Linked DNA regions of Mus musculus: region 2 is linked to region 1. A link is a contact called in public HiChIP or PLAC-seq data. All regions are on one chromosome and are shown on one strand. Each heading gives the region's core, a stretch centred on a gene start, on an enhancer-like site or on the middle of the called end of the contact. The rest is flanking DNA. Distances are from core to core; before and after follow the strand shown.

The links. HiChIP or PLAC-seq counts read pairs in DNA pulled down with a chosen protein or histone mark.
Region 2: a contact with region 1 is called in an H3K27ac HiChIP or PLAC-seq map of the NIH/3T3 cell line, with 4 times the contacts expected there. The contact joins two enhancer-like sites. A contact is called at or near these places in 2 of 484 Hi-C or Micro-C datasets (cortical neurons and uterus), 1 of 115 datasets of contacts at active chromatin or transcription factors (the NIH/3T3 cell line) and 1 of 9 other capture datasets (liver).

The regions. Positions count from the first base shown.
Region 1 is chr1:144,574,672-144,578,944 of GRCm38.p6, reverse strand. No RefSeq gene overlaps it. Among named protein-coding and RNA genes, the nearest start is that of Rgs21, 9.1 kb to the right of the region's middle. Within about 2 kb of position 1,869, at least 7 of the 459 cell types and tissues checked have an H3K27ac peak or open chromatin away from gene starts, as enhancers often do. A contact at or near this core is called in the NIH/3T3 cell line, where this site is marked.
Region 2 is chr1:145,336,244-145,340,516 of GRCm38.p6, reverse strand. No RefSeq gene overlaps it. Among named protein-coding and RNA genes, the nearest start is that of Gm25460, 47 kb to the right of the region's middle. Within about 2 kb of position 2,451, at least 4 of the 459 cell types and tissues checked have an H3K27ac peak or open chromatin away from gene starts, as enhancers often do. A contact at or near this core is called in the NIH/3T3 cell line, where this site is marked.

The sequences.
Region 1 (4,273 bases), core at 620-3,119:
GTATTTTATGATAGCAGTCAGAATAACTACAGAATATTGAGAGTCAGGAATTTAAGGCAGAGTACACTAATAGCTGAGTAAGGTACTTCAACAACATTTTCCCATGGATACATCAATTTGAAGAGCTATCAATGTGTCCAACTTCTACACAGGATGTAAAGAAGCTCTAAGAAAGACTATGGTGGCACCAACCAGATAAGCCAATCCTGATGATCAGGATCCACCTTTCTGTCCCCTTTGCCACCAGCTGTGTCATAGCCTATGTAATCTGATAGAGGAAGACTCAAGTATGACTGAGTATTTGGGCTTGCGGGCCATGAGAACATGACCAGAGGAGAAAAGAAGAAAGGAGAATGAAGGGGGAGAGAAGCTTATAGGCTTACATTTTTAAGTTAATGCCTAAATTAGGTCAAATTTTTCACATACTCTAAATGACTTATTCAGACACTTATAACCTGCATGAGTTGTCCAGATTTCTTCCCCATTCTGGAAAAGCATCCAGATATCTTAATCCTTATCTGTGCCTTTCTTTATTAGAATAGTCTCATTTTTATATCCCAAAATCTTTTTCTGAAGTAACATATTTTATTTTTTAAAATAAGATTTTTTAAAAGCCATAATAACATTTGTATGAATTTAGCAAGTACATTTACAATTTGTTGTAGAATTTTTATGTTTCTTGGGGAATTCACTGTGTATTCCCTCTTTATAATATCCCAATCACAAATGCAATTTATGTTTTTGCCAAAGCTTACTCTGGGGAAACAAAAATTCATTTTCTCTCTCTCTAGTCCCACCTTGAAACCTATCAAGTATTTCTGGTGGGACCCAATAAAAATGAACTCATGACTCCCCTAAAATCTGTATCAAAGTTATTGAGGAAAATTGCACTTTGTTGATTTAATTTTTAATCTATTTCATAGTTTGTATAGTCCATAGAATGATCTAGCATGAACATGACTTTTGATTTTAAGTAAGTTTTAGTAGCAAATGAAGAAAATCAGCAGATGCATAGCAAAACACTTTTCAATCTATATTTACAATCTTCCCTCGAATAAACAAAGTCAGCCCTGTCAAAACTATTATATTACAGTTACTGGTTGAGAAGCTCTTGGGCAGGAGGGCTTTTCCTTGGATGAGAACAACATTAGTCATTTTTACTATAGGCATTTCTCTCTCATGAGATGAGTGATAACTTGTGCTGGAAATAGTTCAGCCATTAGCTATCCTTAAGGACACAATGCCTTTATTCTTGAGTTGTTCTCCTGTTTCTAGTCACAAAGTCAGGAGATCAGCCTGACCCAGGACAGGAACTTTGGTGAACATTTTTGGACAAACATGCTTTAGTCAGATGTGGAAGAAACAAATCCTATATTTAGAGACAGCTTCTTAGCTTAAACAGCACAGGACAAGAGACATGTGCATAAAAGGCATTGGCTTTTCTTTTAAACTGAACTCAGTAGCTTACAGTGAATAGGAAACATGCTGTTTAGTCCTGTGACAACTGTCTGGTTCCCCAAAACACCTGTCCTCCTTACCACCTGGATAGATATGTCCAAATGAGTTTTATCTTCTGAAATTAGCATTGGGAATAGGGACTGACAGGAGACAGACAGCATTCTCTTTCCTTTTAGAGTGTAATAAGAAGCAGACCATTTGATTTTTCAAAGGTTGCCCTATGGTTTCCTTAAGCATTAAGGGCATTGTGTGGCAATCTGTATTCATGATCAAGGTGACAGGGCTATGAATCTCTACAAGTGTCTAACCCTTCCTGACAAGTTTTGGGGTGGGGATCTGCTTGAAATCCTGCACTCATAGCCTGTGTTTCTGTGTCTGAAGATGGAGTCAGACAGCCTGACTAGTGTAACAAGTATGCTTCCTCTTGCACAAAACAAGGTTCTATCATTTCTCTTTGAGCAATGGCGGTGAGGATGTTCAGAGATCTAGGCTTTTGAACTTTTAGGAGGTTGGAGTGTTTCCTGTGAAATTGAATTTCTATGAGCAAGGGCTTTTAAGGGAGATTCTGTTTTCAAATTCTGTAACATGGTTGGCTAACTCCACCTTGCTTATAGACTTTAGTGAGCTCTGAATAACATCACAGGTAAAATAAAAGCTGGACATTAGGAATTCCCTTGGACTTCTCTGTTCTTTTTACAGAAAAGATTCACAGGTGGAAAAATGTTTTTTCCTAATTCCAAGGGGGTTAATTTGCTCTAATTTTCCAAGAGACAAGCTGTGGGGATCCTGAAGATGGCATTCATCCACATCTGTAAAGCACAAGCAGTTGGAGAGACTGATGGAGGGAAGCCTAACCCTTGAGTCTCTCAGGTCAGCATCTGTAGAGGGCATGTAATAAAAGCAAAACTTGGATGACTCAAACCCCCTCGAGACTAGATCCCAGTGCAGGACTGATTCAAGTTTATCCAAATCTGCTGTTCCAGGCCCTGGCTATTTTTATCTGTAACCCAGGTAGCATTCTTGGAATTATTTGAGTTCCCTTCTAATCTTATCAGTAAGATGTATCAAAGTGAGAAGCCCTTCATTCTAAGTGGTAGACACCAGTCTTCTGCTTCAAACTTGTCTGACAGACAGAACAAATTGGCAATCACTTAGTCAAAGAGATAAAAGTTTTTCTCTTTCCCAAAAGCTACATAATGGTTTAAGGTTCTTTCATAACCTAAAGTAACCCCTTGCATGTCGACAGAAGTGGCCTTACCCTATCCCATGGAGTAGATACACGAACAAGTGATAGCTAATGAGGGCAATAGCAGGAAATACATTTTGAGAATTTACAACAGGTCAAGGGGGAGAGGAGAGGTTAGTGTTCTGATGAAATAGAAAGGAAAGTTGCTCTGCTGTAGGGTTTCCCTAAACTCAGATTCATTTTCTTAATGTATAAAGCCATACTGTATTTTTAAAATCCAGATTGGGAGCAAGCTTGAAAGGCATTCATGATCTCTGCTCAAGAATGCAGAATCCTCAAGTTACTGTTAAGAGTACCTAGAATCAATGTAAAGCCTCTCTCAGATAGCTTCTATAAAGGAAAAGAGAAGAAATTCAGCCATCATCCAAATGTTAGTTCCAAACAATAGTGGTCCTGACTCTTTTTCAGTGTTGTAAAAGAGACAAGAAAAGGATAAATGATGTGGACCTTTTATAAAAGGTTTTGTCTGTCTCCAGAGAAAGAGTAATTTCCTAAATATACCACTCCTTTTAGCATCTGTATCAGGTTTTCCCCTGACCATTGTGGAGTATCATCTTTATGGAGCCAAGCTATAGGTTAGTGATGGAGTGTTAGTCTGCGCTCATGAACCTCTAGTCACCAAATACATTAGCATGCTTTCTAAGATACACAGACATCAGAAATAAAAACAAAAACAAAAACAACAATCCATCTAAGGGCACTTTCATTTTTAGAAAGAATAAGAAACAAAAATAATCACAACTGTTCCAGGATGACAAAAGGGTGCTGGCAACTTACAGCCACACCCTCTTATCCTTTCAGATTCGGCATGAATTATATTCAGCTTGGTAATTCAGGGGAACTCAGAAAAGAGATAATCTTTCAGAGTCGTAATTTGGTTCATTTCCTTCGACAAGTAGAATTAAAAGGCAAGAAAAATCCTGACTATAACATGTATCCATGGGGGAAATCTGATACACAGTCAGAATTAGACCTTAAAGAAAGGTTTTTGAAGTGTATGCATAGCAAACCACACAAAAATAAACATCTACTGAGAAGCAGACCTGGGAACTTGGGAAGTTATATGTATAAATCACAATCAATAGAGTTAAATGGGTATTATGCTAAATATAAGGAAGATATGTAGTAATGCAGATTCATAACAAATGGATAACAAGATTTGTTTCTTCTATATGCTTTGTTACAAGGGGAAAAATACAAAGCAATTGCTTCGATGTTGGCATACTTGCTTATGAAAGAAGTTTAAAAGCACTTAGGTATGAAGCTTTGCTATTTTAATGCATGATGATCACAAATTCTATATTTCACTTATGGTCCTCCCCTGTGATCTTGTCTACTGTCTAATGCTATAGACATCGAAAATGTCAATTGTTAGACCAAAAAAAAAATGTTTCTCATTTTGTAAAAAATCTTCAAGAATCCAGGATCTGAAATAGTGATCATATTTTGAACATGATACTGTAACTGTCTCAATATCTCTCTGTTAGCTGTTGTGGAAAAGTTATTAATTTGATTATCACATAAGTATTTTATTGGAAATGGCATATTATAGAAGACTGGAAAATCAGA
Region 2 (4,273 bases), core at 1,202-3,701, 760 kb before region 1:
AGCTGAACTCTTAAGCCAGGCATTAAAATATCCTAAAGAACACAACACAATATAATTTGTACCTTCTACATAATATAAAATATTGAAATCCAGAAAGTATTACTGTTACTTGTTAAATTAATTCACTTAGTTTAGGACACAGTTGATGATAGAAATATGAAAAATACCACAAGAACGAAGGAATTGTTGACAATTTCTCCCCTGAATTTAGCTAGCTATGAGTAGTTTAAGAAGCACAAAGCTCAGGTGGCTGTGTGCTCTCTGTTGGCAGCTTCATTGGGAGTTGGCTAGAAGAGAAGTAGAGTAGGTAATCAGTGTGTACACAAACATTTCTATAATAGGCTCTAACTTAGAGATCTTGGAAACTAGCTGTATCAGCAAGAAGCACCTGGGAGAATTCCACTTTAATTGTTTCTGTTTCTTTTATGAAACTCAACAGAAAAAAAAGTTAATAAGAGGCCAAACAAATAGAAAGACAATAAGGATTATCCCTACAACCTACAAAATCTGATTTAACAAGATATTTTGATGCTTTTTTTATATGCCACCTAAGAGAGAGGTAATTCAAGTAACTTGAGTTTACTTTCAGGCAGGTTTGGAAAAGTGTCATATAAATCTAAAAACTTCAAAACTTCAGAATATTTCCTCAAGCAATTTCCCTTTATTAATTAGTATTAACAAAATTTACCATGATTTATTTATAATATGGGTAATATGACTTCTTAATCATTCACTTCATGAATTTGTATCAAAAGAGTAAAATAAGGAACCAAAAGAAGCACTAATTTATTTTTCTCTTCTTTAGTAGAGAAGAATTTGTTTATATTTCTGATTAAAATAGAGGATTTATTCTATTCCTTACTATTACCATGTTTAGATAAGATAATTCTTGAAGTCCGATGAGCTCTCAGGAAATCTGCTGCATGCAGGGTAACAGGTTAGGAACCTTCTCAAACAAACCTAGCAGCTGGAAATGTGGAGAAGCACAGCAGACTGGGAATGGGGTCCTATCCCCACCCCCTTATCACTCAGATTTGATACCTTTACAGACTTTGCCTTCCACAGGGGCAGATCATCAGCTTGTCTGCTCCTCTGCAGACTGCAGGCCTCCTGAAAATTCTGCTGCACCTAGAGCAACAGACCTCACAAGCCTGAAGCCCTTCCAGATCTCCTGCACCCAGAGCACTAGACTCTACTGTCTGAAGGCCTCCCAGGAAATCCTCTGCAGCCAGGACAACAGATCACCTGTGTATATGCCCCTCTGAAGACCTCACATTGTGAAGACCTACCAGGAGATATGATAACAGCCATTGAAACCCACTCAATAATAATGGGACACTTTAATACCCCATTCTCACCAATGGACAGATCATTGAAACAGAAACTAAAGAGAGACATAGTGAAACCATCCGTAATGGGATCTTCTGCCATCTTCTGTGGTGCCTGAAGACAGCTACAGTGTGCTGACATATAATAAATAAATAACCCTTAGGAAAAAAAAAAAAGAATTTGGAGAGAGTCTACACTAGCAACTTAACAGCACATCTGAAAGCCCTAAAACGAAAAGCAGCAAACACACCAAAGAGGTATGAATGGCAGGAAATAGTCAAACTCAGGACCAAAATTAACCAAATAGAAAAAAAGAGAACAATGCAAAGAATCAATTAAATCCAAAATCTGGTTCTTTAAGAAAATCAACAAGGTAGATAAACCCCTAGCCAACTAACTAAAGGGCACAGAGACATCACTCAAATGAACAAAATCAGAAATGAAAAGGGAGATATACAACAGAAACAGAGGAAAGTAAAAAACTCATCAGATATACTACAAAAGTCTATACTCAAAATACTGAATAAAAGTTATGAAATCATAGAACCATCAAATAAATCAATACTAATTTGTATTTTCATGAAAATTAAGGTATTAAAAATTAATATATATTAAGATATAATTAAAATAATATGAACAAAAATTCAATACAGTGCCTTAAAAAATGTACTGAATGTGAGAAAGGGAAGTAAAACACATTGGTGGTATTGGGAATATTTTTATTTTCTAGATTTTTTTCTTTTTTTCTTTTAAAGTATTGTACAACTAGGTTTAATTATATTCATCTGTAGGGTATCTCTTCCAATACTTTATCATTTGCTTCTACCAGCTTTGTGTCCTTTCCACACTCTTCATCAAGACCAGATATGGCAATTAAATATTCGTTAACATGCTGTTTGCACTGGGGTATAATCTACCAAGGACTATACTCTTAGAGAAAATTCCATGTCCAACTTCCATCCCTGTTGGGCCCCATTTTAGCCCTGGTTTGGGCCTTGAGGACAAATCTGATCCTGACTCGAGTTTCTGTGGCCTTGTGGGAGAGCATAAGCCTAGCTCGAGTTTTGAGACCTATCTCAGTCACTCTGTACTGGGGTGACTCAGCAAGGCCTGTTTGGCCCTGCCTCTGCCCTGAGCTTTGTGATTGGCCCTGTCCGACACTCCATACCCTTTTTCACCCATCCCCGCCTCCTATGCATCTTACCCCACCAAAAATCCCCCTCCCTATGTTCCTAACTTATATAAGCTAGAGGCTGAAGCCATTAAAGTTGAGTTCCTTCTTTGACAGACTCCTGGCCCCTGATGTGTTTGTTTTGGGCCATGACACTCACCATCTCACTCAGCCCTGGAGAGACTTGGCTGGACCAGACTCTCTCCTTCCCCCTGGGCCTGCTGGCAGAGAGTCAACACATCCCACATCCCATGCTGACATCCCATGCTGACATTTGTTCTACCTTGAGTTCTTATGTGCAACTGGCCTCCTGTGTCCAGAAGACCTTGTCTCCTGGTACATACCTATCACCTCTGTTTTTATGGTCCATCTGCTCCTCTGTGCAATCCTTGGGCTTTAGGAGCACTGTGTTTTGTATTCCATTCAGAGCTGAGCATCTACAAGTTTCTTACTTTCTGTACCTTTTTTTTTTTTCCTTTTTTTTTTTTCTGAGACAGGGTTTCTCTGTGTAGCCCTGACTGTCCTGGAACTCACTCTGTAGACCAGGCTGGCCTCGATCTCCGAAATCTGCCTGCCTCTGCCTCCCGAGTGCTGGGATTAAAGGCGAGCGCCACCAATGCCCGGCTCATTTTACCAGATGTTGGCTACCATCTTACTATAATTAGTTTCTTCCTCGAAAGACAGAACTGAAAGATGGAATATTCTGTGGGGATAATGACAAAATGATCAGGAATCAGTTAAATGGTATGTTTAGAAATGTTGTAGAACGAAACAGAGAATTCTAAAAAATGAAACACAAATGGCTATAATTTTTTTTTAGAAGTTCAACTTCATTAGTCATGAGGGAAATGCAAATTAAAGCTACTTCCAGATTTCTTCTCACCCTAGTTAGAATGACAAAAACTTCAAAATGGGGTGTTCCAGTTTTGAATATACTCCAATGTGTTCCAAACATTATATTTCACAAAAAATTTCAAGAACTGGGGCAAAATGATCTAAGCATTTGAGTCATTCTGTCCAGAAGGAAGTATGGACAATGTACAGGCAGGCTAAAGTGTACTTTGATAACTGTGAATCATGTTTATTCATATACTGAAGACCTTCTAGGAAATCATACAGGTTTAAAATGAAGGTAAATTACTAAATAAACAAATCACAAGCCTCTGTGTTCAAAGCACAAACCAATTTTCTAGGGTTGTTTCACTGTTTTCATTTCGCTTGTTTTGTCTTTGACGCTTTGTGGCATCTTGTACTGTTTCTTTCAAGGCCTTTCTTGTCCTACAGTTCTATTGCACATGACTGTCTAGAAACAATCAATGCATACACAACTGATCTTGCTTTGGTTTCTTCTTTAGCTTTATTAATTGATTTACTTTAAAATTGGGTTATATTTTTAAAATCAGAGCTTTGGTATAACCCAGACTTACATGTTCACCAATCTATATAGAGTTATTAATACATTTATACAGGATATGAAGCTAATAGTTACCATATTCTTGGACATTGAATTTTGGTTTCATACATTACAATCATAAAATACATTTTAATGCTTTGTTACAATGAGGAAACAGAATCTTAGTAATAGCTACAGGGAACTGCATGGAAGTGGTACACCCAACAGCCACACCACCCATAGGGTTCATCATCTTTTAATTAATTTTCTCATTTTGTCACAATATAATGACACCATTTAAGTGAAGAAAAATTTAGATTGGCTAATGAATTCTGAATGTTCATTCCATGTTATATAGCTTTAATATGAACACATCATAG